2 separate regions of the Danio rerio genome follow, and region 2 is linked to region 1. Evidence: chromatin contacts called from public Hi-C data. All regions are on one chromosome and are shown on one strand. The core of a region is the stretch at or near the end of the contact, and the rest is flanking DNA. Distances in the headings are between cores, read along the strand shown.

The links. Hi-C and Micro-C count contacts between places; a contact is called where the count stands out from the background.
Region 2: a Hi-C map of embryo shows a contact between it and region 1, with 2.7 times the contacts expected there. The contact joins the promoter of foxc1a here to the enhancer-like site in region 1. A contact is called at or near these places in 6 of 18 Hi-C or Micro-C datasets (caudal fin, embryo, hematopoietic stem cells and 1 more) and 2 of 4 datasets of contacts at active chromatin or transcription factors (caudal fin and gastrula embryo).

Annotation. Positions count from the first base shown.
Region 1 is chr2:612,593-618,737 of GRCz12tu, forward strand. All of the region lies in intron 1 of LOC141377573 (a long non-coding RNA gene), which reads left to right. It also overlaps a transcript of znf1014 not described here. Among named protein-coding and RNA genes, the nearest start is that of mylk4a, 91 kb to the left of the region's middle. Within about 2 kb of position 3,724, at least 4 of the 62 cell types and tissues checked have an H3K27ac peak or open chromatin away from gene starts, as enhancers often do.
Region 2 is chr2:837,837-843,656 of GRCz12tu, forward strand. foxc1a (forkhead box C1a) reads right to left here and starts at 3,220. Exons shown (of 1, transcript NM_131728.3): 1 at 1,041-3,220. The coding sequence starts at 2,963. The coding sequence ends at 1,533. The region is part of intron 1 of LOC141377579 (a long non-coding RNA gene); the gene reads left to right. It also overlaps a transcript of znf1014 not described here.

The sequences.
Region 1 (6,145 bases), core at 2,474-4,973:
ACCATAAAGACCCAAAACATACAGCAAACCAGTGTGGGACGCAAACACAGGCAGAGGAGTCGACAGTCTTCTGAAACACTGAGAGAGATGTCTCCTCATCGCTCCTCACTGCTCTTTATTTCTCTTTATTGCCCCTTATTTCTCCTCATTGACCCTCTCACTGGTCTTTGTTATTCCTCATTTCTCCTCGCTGCTCCTTATTGATCTCCATTGCTCTTAAAGTTTCTTCATTGCACCTGATTTATCCTGCTCTTTATTTTTCATTGCTCCTCATTTCTCCTCATTGCTCCACATTTCTACTCATTGACCCTCATTTCTCCTCATTGCTCCTCATTTCTCCTCATTGCTCCTCATTTCTCCTCATTGCTCCACATTTCTACTCATTGACCCTCATTTCTCCTCATTGCTCATCATTTCTCCTCATTGCTCCTCATTTCTCCTCATTGCTCCACATTTGTCCTCATTGCTCCTCATTTCTCCTCATTGCTCCTCATTTGTCCTCATTGCTCCACATTTCTCCTCATTGCTCCACATTTGTCCTCATTGCTCCTCATTTCTCCTCATTGCTCCTCATTTCTCCTCATTGCTCCACATTTGTCCTCATTGCTCCTCATTTCTCCTTATTGCTCCTCATTTGTCCTCATTGCTCCACATTTCTCCTCATTGCTCCTCATTTGTCCTCATTGCTCCACATTTCTCCTCATTGCTCCTCATTTCTCCTCATTGCTCCTCATTTCTCCTCATTGCTCCTCATTTCTCCTCATTGCTCCACATTTCTACTCATTGACCCTCATTTCTCCTCATTGCTCATCATTTCTCCTCATTGCTCCTCATTTCTCCTCATTGCTCCTCATTTGTCCTCATTGCTCCTCATTTCTCCTCATTGACCCTCATTTCTCCTAATTGATCCACATTTCTACTCATTGACCCTCATTTCTCCTCATTGCTCATCATTTCTCCTCATTGCTCCTCATTTCTCCTCATTGCTCCTCATTTTTCCTCATTGACTCTCATTTCTCCTCATTGCTCCTCATTTCTCCTCATTGCTCCTCATTTCTCATCATTGCTCCTCATTTCTCCTCATTGACCCTCATTTCTCCTAATTCCTTCACATTTCTCCTCATTGCTCCTCATTTCTCCTCATTGCTCCACATTGCTCATCATTTCTCCTCATTGCTTCTCATTTCTCCTCATTGACCCTCATTTCTCCTAATTCCTTCACATTTGTCCTCATTGACCTTCATTGCTCCTCATTTCTCCACATTTCTCCTCATTGATCCTCATTTCTCCTCATTGCTCCTCATTCCTTCACATTTCTCCTCATTGCTCCTCATTTCTCCTCATTTCTCTTCATTGACCCTCATTTCTCCTAATTGATCCACATTTCTCCTCATTTTTCCTCATTGACTCTCATTTCTCCTCATTTCTCCTCACTCCTTCACATTTCTCCTCATTGACCTTCATTGCTCCCCATTTCTCCACATTTCTCCTCATTGCTCCTCATTTCTCCACATTTCTCCTCATTGCTCCTCATTTCTCCTCATTCCTTCACATTTCTCCTCATTTCTCCTCATTGCTCCTCATTTCTCTTCATTGACCCTCATTTCTCCTAAGTGATCCACATTTCTCCTATTTTTTCCTCATTGACTCTCATTTCTCCTCATTGCTCCTCATTGTTCCTCATTTCTCCTCACTCTTTCACATTTCTCCTCATTGACCCTCATTGCTCCTCATTTCTCCACATTTCTCCTCATTGATCCTCATGTCTCCTCATTGCTCCACATGTCTCCTCATTGCTCCTCATTTCTCCTCATTGCTCCACATTTCTCCTCATTGCTTCTCATTTCTCCTCATTTCTCCTCATTGCTCCTCATTTTTCCTCACTCCTTCACATTTCTCCTCATTGACCCTAATTGCTCCTCATTTCTCCACATTTCTCCTCATTGCTCCACATTTGTCCTCATTGCTCCTCATTTCTCCTCATTGCTCCTCATTTCTCCTCATTGCTCCACATTTGTCCTCATTGCTCCTCATTTCTCCTTATTGCTCCTCATTTGTCCTCATTGCTCCACATTTCTCCTCATTGCTCCTCATTTGTCCTCATTGCTCCACATTTCTCCTCATTGCTCCTCATTTCTCCTCATTGCTCCTCATTTCTCCTCATTGCTCCTCATTTCTCCTCATTGCTCCACATTTCTACTCATTGACCCTCATTTCTCCTCATTGCTCATCATTTCTCCTCATTGCTCCTCATTTCTCCTCATTGCTCCTCATTTGTCCTCATTGCTCCTCATTTCTCCTCATTGACCCTCATTTCTCCTAATTGATCCACATTTCTACTCATTGACCCTCATTTCTCCTCATTGCTCATCATTTCTCCTCATTGCTCCTCATTTCTCCTCATTGCTCCTCATTTTTCCTCATTGACTCTCATTTCTCCTCATTGCTCCTCATTTCTCCTCATTGCTCCTCATTTCTCATCATTGCTCCTCATTTCTCCTCATTGACCCTCATTTCTCCTAATTCCTTCACATTTCTCCTCATTGCTCCTCATTTCTCCTCATTGCTCCACATTGCTCATCATTTCTCCTCATTGCTTCTCATTTCTCCTCATTGACCCTCATTTCTCCTAATTCCTTCACATTTGTCCTCATTGACCTTCATTGCTCCTCATTTCTCCACATTTCTCCTCATTGATCCTCATTTCTCCTCATTGCTCCTCATTCCTTCACATTTCTCCTCATTGCTCCTCATTTCTCCTCATTTCTCTTCATTGACCCTCATTTCTCCTAATTGATCCACATTTCTCCTCATTTTTCCTCATTGACTCTCATTTCTCCTCATTTCTCCTCACTCCTTCACATTTCTCCTCATTGACCTTTATTGCTCCCCATTTCTCCACATTTCTCCTCATTGCTCCTCATTTCTCCACATTTCTCCTCATTGCTCCTCATTTCTCCTCATTCCTTCACATTTCTCCTCATTTCTCCTCATTGCTCCTCATTTCTCTTCATTGACCCTCATTTCTCCTAAGTGATCCACATTTCTCCTATTTTTTCCTCATTGACTCTCATTTCTCCTCATTGCTCCTCATTGTTCCTCATTTCTCCTCACTCTTTCACATTTCTCCTCATTGACCCTCATTGCTCCTCATTTCTCCACATTTCTCCTCATTGATCCTCATGTCTCCTCATTGCTCCACATGTCTCCTCATTGCTCCTCATTTCTCCTCATTGCTCCACATTTCTCCTCATTGCTTCTCATTTCTCCTCATTTCTCCTCATTGCTCCTCATTTTTCCTCACTCCTTCACATTTCTCCTCATTGACCCTAATTGCTCCTCATTTCTCCACATTGCTCCTCATTGCTTCTTATTTCTCCTCATCGCTCCTTATTGTTCTGCGGGGCGGCTCCAGACGGAGGCTGTCAGAGGAACAGTCCTTTATTCGGGAGCAGGAAGTCATTCCACCAATGCAGAAACACACCAAAGCAACATTTCCTTCCGCTCGTGTTTCCACTGTGATTGAGTTGAAAGGCTTTTTTCTGAGAGTGTTCAGACGTGAGTTATGTTGCAGCAGAAGGACGGATCCTCTCCTCTTTCTCTGCATCTCGACTTCTCAGCACTTCTCTCTTTTTCTGCTGTCAGACATGTGTCTGTGTGTTTCGGGCCCCTGAGGGCCGGGGCCGACTGCTTATCACTGCACTTTATCAGCATGAGGGAAGGGGATGTGGGCTACAGCCATCAGAAAACAGACCTTCGCTAACCTGTAACCCAGAGACGTGCGAGAGTGGCTCAGTATGTGTGCAGGTTTATATGGTTTACAGGCATGTGTATGACGTATTAAGGTGGTTTACAGAATTACCTTGTGTCCTCGTAACTCAAAATGCTTGATAATCATACTCTATGAGGTCTTTTGACAATCGTATTTAGCCACAGGATCGCTGTAATTGTTAGGTTTAGGGCTAAGACCATGTAATGAGCAGGTTTTACTCCATGAAATACATTACACACTGAAGAAAAGCCTTTCTTACATGGATATTTTGTCTTGTTTCTATTCTAATGCAAGCAAATTAATCTGACAATGACGTAAGCAGAATAATCTTTTGCCAAAAGGAAAAACAAGATTATTTCTCTTCCCCCATTGCTAGATTATTTAGCTTGTTTTAATTTTGACTCATTATTTCTGAAACAACACAATATTTTGTGCTTGTCTGGAAAATGCTTCCTGATTTCAGAATTTGTAGAAATTTAGACTAAACGAGACAAAAACATGTATGTACAGTGTCCCTGTAAACCATGTATACAAGTATGTGTGTGTGTGTGTGTGTGTGTGTGTGTATGTTATTTTCTGAAACAACATGTCTGGCCTTGCAGATCCAATGCATACCAAATCCACTGACGAGCACTTGTTTTAATCATGTGGCGTACATCATTACTGTAGGCATGCAAATTATATGAAGGAAACTTGATTGTTGATCAAATATTTTGTCCCAGAATAGCTAACCTGTCATCATTTACTCAATACATCATGATGGAGACTGTAGAAATCTGTCAGTTTAGGCGTACTGCATTCACTTACTAAACTCTCAACAGATTGTTCCTGCTTTTAGACTCACATTATTTCATGCTGTGCTTCTTACAGTGTGAATATTCATTCAGTCACTGAGTAGTACAATTAAATTAATTGTAATTTCTTCAGTAGTATAATTTGTTTTATCAATAATTAGTATGCAGCGAGAACACTTTAAAATAAGATGTATTTTGGAAAAGAGATATTTTGCAGAATGTCTAAGCTGCTCCTTTTTGAATATAGTTTAGATGAATGGTGGCTGGGAATGGCGAATTTTAAACACAGCAAACTAAAATTATGAATGCATCACGAGTCATGTATGATCATGTTAAATATTTAATTCATTGTTGGGTTTATGGTGTTTTAGAGAAAATTATTTTATTTATTTATTTTTTTTATGAAAAATTAGTTAAAATTGATTGAAAATTATAGAGAAATAAAACATAAAAGTCTGAACATTAAAGTTCATTTTAATTTACATTTAAATGGCAATTTTAACCCAATGAATAAATAAAATGGAAAAAAAAAATTAATAAAGAGAATATAAAACTAAATAAATAAATTAAAATTAAAAGAATAAATAAATAAAATCTAAAAGAGAAAACAATTATGAATGAATAAATAAAGGACAAAAGAGAAATAAAAGAATAAATAAAAAAATAGATAAATAAATAAAATGTGAAAAAGAAAATAAAGAGAATAGAAAAATAAAAATAAATAAAGGAAAAAGGAAAAGAGAAAAAATGAAATGAATAAACAAATTAATAAATAAAAATGAAAAAAAGATAAAAAAATTATAAGAATAAAAAATGAATATATAAAAAGAGAACAAAAGAGCAAATAAATAAATAAAACGGAAAAAAGAAAACTAAGAAAAAAAAGAGTTAATAAATAAAAATAATTCTAAATAAAAGTCTGAACATTCAAGTTCATTTTTATCAATTCGCATTTAAATGGCACTTCTTAACCCAATGGTTGGTTTTGTCCATATTCAACCCAATATTGGGTTACAATAACCCAGCAATTTTTAAAATGTAATAATAATAATAGGCTGGCATGGTGGCTCAGTGGTTAGCCACTGTGGCCTCACAGTAAGAAGGTCCTGGTTCGAGCCTCGGCTCCCGCACCAAACACCAACACCCCACCAACACCCACACCAACACAGGGTAGAACATGCAAACTCCACACAGAAATGTCAACTGACCCAGCCAAGGCTCGAACCAGCGACCTTCTTGCTGTGAGGTGATATTGCTACCCACTGCTCCACCGCACCGCCCCAATTATGACTATTACAATGAAAAATATGAGCAGTAATTGGAAAAAATAAGTGCTCTCCAAAAAGTGCTGGATAATCTTATCTTAACATTGGGTCAGATATGGACTGAACTGAACAAGATTTTATTTTTGACAGTATTTTCATGAATCTTTGGTTAAAAGCATTTTTGGTGAAAAGTCTTCATCATCCAGTCCAGTAGTCTGTTATACAGTATATCTGCTTAATTTTGTGTTGAATAAATCTCATATTGTACCACAAGTGTGTAATAATCACGTCACGTCTTTCATATTTCATTTGTC
Region 2 (5,820 bases), core at 1,970-4,469, 220 kb after region 1:
ACCAGGCCCTTTTCTGAATATGCGTTTCTTATTTATGAAGCGCAAGCGCTGCGCCTTCTATAACTCATGTCCAATCCTCCAGTGGTGATTTTGGGCATCTTTGGCATGTCTGGTATGATATTAACCAAGCTATGCGCAAGTAAACACGTGGACACTGAACACACGCGGTGAATTACAATGACTGAGAGACTGTTACCAAAGGCCTCAGGTCAGGATGATGACAGACAGTGCACGTCTGGCACACTGAGTTGCGTAAGAGCAAATCATCAAAAACACGTCGCACACTTACAGCAACTAAAATATAAATAGTTATGCACGACAAACTTTGGTTTTATTGCTATTTACTGCATTGTTAAAAGCATTATAGTTATCAGCATACGGGCTAAACCTTTAGGATGACTTTTATTGGTGTTAAAACTAATCACTTTTTACTTAAAAAAAATAAAGCGATAAGTTACTGTTTATAAAATTAAATATAATTGAGTCTAATTTATTACAAATACTATTAACAAGCAACATTTGTAAACTAACAAAAACAATAGTCTTAATTTGATTATTTAAATGTAAATCAGTCACACTTTAAACATTTTAATCAATGCATTAATTATTAGGGAAAATACTGTATTAGGTTCCTGCATTATACGAACACTAAAATTATATAAATGGCTACATATGGGTATAAATGATTGAAAAAATCCCACAAGGCAGTGGCTAGCAGAACTCATGAATGCATATTTAGCATTGCACATTTCCCTAAAAAGCTGAAAGATTTGCAATTTGCATGCGTAACAGCTGATTATTTGCACATGAATCAATGTGCGTGATCGGTGTGTATTCATTTCTACGCGTGCGGTCTGGGTCATTTTAAGATAAGACGATCGTTCAAGTGTGCCGCAGTAAACTCCAATCATCTAGACGCGCTTATTTGGATCATTTATTTCGGTAATTGGAACCGTTTTCAAGTTATTGTGCATTATTACTCCACTAGCCGCACACATGTCTGTTCTTGGCATGGGTTTAAGAAATCAGGCGTAGCCTAATTTTAACTCAAATAGCATGGCAATTTATTAAACAAACAATGCAGTTCCTTCAGAATACTGTTTCAACAAAAGGAGATAGTTTGAAAGAATATGGCGTTATACATGTTCCGTCCCTTGTTATAATAATGGAACATTTGGACAATGAATGAAGTTCAATTTAGAAACACGTTCTGGTGTTTGGTCCATAATATCCGACTACACTTTAGAAATAAATTACTATATGCAATTTACACTTAATAACAAGTCCATAAACGTCTGACGCATTTCAACACAGCCCAGCATATAGCTCACAAAAACGAAGAAAACTTACGTGTTATTGGGAGTAACACAGCCCTTAACAAACCAAGATCAAGTGTCTGACTCGCGTTTGTGTTTCTGTTCAGTCCACCACGGGGTAGTAAATATCAGCGTCTGTCAGTATCGACGAAAAGAACGGAGGAAAAATCAAGAACAACAAGACAAAAATAAAAATTAATCGAAATACTGGTTTGGTCAAAATTTGCTGCAGTCATACACAAAAGCCCCCGACGTGCGGTAAATGGGCTGGCTCGGGGGAAACGACATTTGACAGCTGTTATTCCCGTTTACCGGCGAATTATTCAGACCGATTCTCTGCGATTCGAACATCTCTCGAACCGAATGGAAGTTCTGCTGCTGCGCTGGGTACGTCGCGCCTAGATGGCCAATGTCTCCGGCCTGGTTCAGGTACCATGAGGCGAGGCGCCCTTGGTGCGGATGGTGGCCCTCCTGGGCCGAGCTCAGATTCCCGTGGCTCAACGACGACGTGGTGGTCGTGATCGAGTAATCAGGCAGAGTTTCGTCCACGGTGGTAGCGGTGGTCCCCAAGTGGCCCGAGCGATCTCCGCCCGCGTACAAGCTCATGGCCTGCATGTTGCAGTGATAGGTGGCGTTGGAGGTAGTCGAGATAGAGTTCTGGCTGCAGGGCGAGCTGTACACGGACGACTGATTGGGAGAATAATTCAGGGACAACGTGGGTGTTATACCTGTCCGCGAGGGAGCCACGAGAGACGGGGTGAGCTCTCCGGAGCTGTGCGGCGATCCGCGGAGGGAGGTCATGATGTTGTCCACGCTGAAGCCCTGCGCGGGGGCCTGGTGGTGCTGCTCTCCAGCGCTGTCCAGGCTGAGGGAGCGGGTGGAAGGGATGCTGTGCGGGCTGCCGCTCGACATGCTGCTGCTGCTGTCGGGGCTCTCGATCTTCGGGACGGTGCTTAGCGTGGGCGAAACAGCCTGCGGAGGAGTGGACGTGCCGTTCTCGGTTTTAATGTCCTGAATGCGCACGGGCTGAGAGCCAGGCACCGACTGCTCCTGCTCGCGGGCCTGCGGCTGCGCCTGGCGGGACGGCGCCTCTTTAACACCTCGGTCCTCCTTGTCCTTCATGGCGTCCTTCTTTTTAAATCGCCGTCGTCGCCTCAAAAAGCTGCCGTTCTCAAACATATTATACGAGTCCGGGTCGAGGGTCCAGTAGCTGCCTTTTCCGGGTTTCTTATCATCGCGTGGAACTTTGACAAAGCACTCGTTCAGGGATAAATTATGCCGGATGCTGTTCTGCCAGCCCTGCTTGTTGTCTCTGTAAAAGGGAAAGCGCTCCATGATGAACTGATAAATACCATTAAGGGTCACCTTTTTGTCCGGGGAGTTCTGGATTGCCATTGTGATGAGCGCAATGTAGCTGTACGGGGGTTTCACCATATCCTTAGGCTGCGGCTGTGGAGTGTATGGCCCATATGCCCTCGCCATGCTGGCGGGGTACTGGTCGTGGGCCGCGTGAGAGTACATGGTCATGGGGGCTGGCATGCCGGTGTACCCCCCTCCGGCGGCGGCTCGGTAATAACTTTGGTCGCTGCTGATGTACGGCACAACTCCCAGCGAGTTGGGACTGGAGACGGAATAGCGCGCCTGCATGACTGCTCTCCAAAACGGCGTACAGCTGGCGAAGAACAGTCGTCAAGAAGACTGAAGCAATCCACACACAGACACACACACACACACACAATCCTGCTTGAAATGCGCCTCCTCTGAATCTGGGAATGGGAATCCACCACAGAGTCCACCGTATTTACAAAACCGGACTATTGCACCGGGTGTTGATAAGACTCGCGTACTGGCCACCTCTTTCTCTCGGAGCGCGCATCGGAAAACTTCTAAACGCTAAGCATCGGTCACTACATAATAGTTTTTGCGCACTTCAATACTTTTCCCCTTTTGCTGCCAGTAAGACTCCTCCCAATAATATCTAAGCTGTCCAATGGGAGGTCGGGCCGTGCAAGCAAGCGGCCACACACAAGGTTGAAGAAAAACGAGAGGTGTTGGGACGTCCCAGCCCACCCTGGCCAAACACACACTTCTCCAGACGCTAAAGAACCATAGTTTCTCCGCAAACTACAGCCATACAGCGAGGTTAAGCAGCAAAACATAAATATTTTAATGACAAGATTAAAATACAGCATTTGAAATGTTATATTAATATATATCGTGTGCCTTAATCATTTAATAATAGCTACTTAATGCGTCATTTATATTATTTATATATATATATATATATATATATATATATATTAATCGTATAATACCCAGAGGTAAAATCTGTTTTATTATGTATATATGTATGTATATATATATATATATATATATATATATATATATATATATATATATATATATATATATGTATGTATATATATATATATATATGTATGTATATATATGTATATATATATATATATGTATGTATATATATATATATATATATATGTATGAATATATATGTATATATATATATGTATGTATATATATATATATATATATATATGTATGTATATATATATATGTATGTATATATATATGTATGTATATATATATATATATATATATATATATATATATATATATATATATATATATATATGTATATATATATATATATGTATATATATATATATATATATATATATATATATATATATATATATATATATATACATATATATATACATATATATATATACATATATATATATACATATATATATATATATATATATATATATATATATGTATATATATATATATATATATATATATATATATATATACATATATATATATACATATATATATATATATATATATATATATATATATGTATATATATATATATATATATATATATATATATATATATATATATATATACATATATATATATACATATATATATATATATATATATATATATATATACATATATATATATATATATATATATATATATATATATATATATATATATATATATACATATATATATATACATATATATATATATATATATATATATATATATATATATATATATATATATATATATATATAATGAATAAAACAGATTTCACCTCCATGTATTATACAATTAATAACTTATGCAAACACTTTAATTCAGTGTAAAACAAGTGGTAATCATATATAATGACGTGTATTTCGCACTACCACATGAAGCCTATTAGTAAGTTTAGAGGACATTTGTTTTCAAATAATCAATACGGGACTTAGTGTAAATAATCTCCGGTCGGAGGCTTCCTGCATTTTAAGTCGCACTGCTAGTTCTTTATTAACACGGGCTGTTAGTTAACGGTCTCAATCAACACTGCTGAGCGGATCAAAGCACAGCATCCAGGCCAGAGAGCTCATTATGCTGGAATTAAGTAAGTTAAGAAGACTCTGGAGAAAGAGCCGAGGTGCGAAAGTTTGCTCCAAGTGCGAGCGAGATTAAAAGCCCTGAGAAACAAATGGGTAAAGCAAAACACCTCACATGTGTCACCGTTGGTCAAACGGGTGAGAATTATGTCATCCTTCACCTTAGCGCCTCTACGCGAATTTATGGCATGTCAATAAAACCGATGGCTTCGTAAAGTGGTTTACTTACAAAGCAATCCCCTAAACATTCATTTATACGACGCAGAGGATGATTATAGCGCATATACACTTTTATTTGGATTATTTTTAAATATGTAAGCTTTGAAATATGACGTGCACATTTTATAAATTACTAATTCCTTTCCTTTGTTATCTAATATATATATTTTAAATCTACAAAATATATATTCATACTAATTTAATATGTGTTTTACATGCGGGCCTACTGTAAAAAGTGCAGACCTCCACACAATTCATTAATGTTGTCCCAACACAAATCGATTAAGTTAACCTAACTCTTTTAACAAATTTATGTGGATTGAACATAAAAAAATAAGTTGCCCCAACGAAATCTCAAGAATTGTGTTGTTTTTTGCTTGTTTTAATTATGTAGTTTGAACAAGTAAAACTATATAATTATATATTTATTATAATGTGCATTGTATAGCTATTTACAAGTAAATCAAAACAATCCGCCCTAATTCTTCAAATGTAAGACGGCCACTCATCCCTTACGAAATGAAGATCGGGGGAGGGACACAACATTTAATTGTGAATGATAATTGTGAGGCCAAGTTGCGGTCACAATATCTTCCTAATCCCCCACAGGTCGCTCTGATTAAGTGACCATGGACTAGCTGATACTTCACTGGTTTCTCCTTACAGGGACCCGGGCATGAACTTTTTCTTGTGCCCCAGGCTATTTGTACAATTCAGTGCGCGCCTCTTGCTTAACCCCAAACTCCTGCCCACCCCGAACTCCCATTCCAGCCAATTAAACCTGCTACCTCCGCAGAAGCCGACAACAGCCTTGTTAAAAACACGACTATAATCGTGAAGCAAAGAA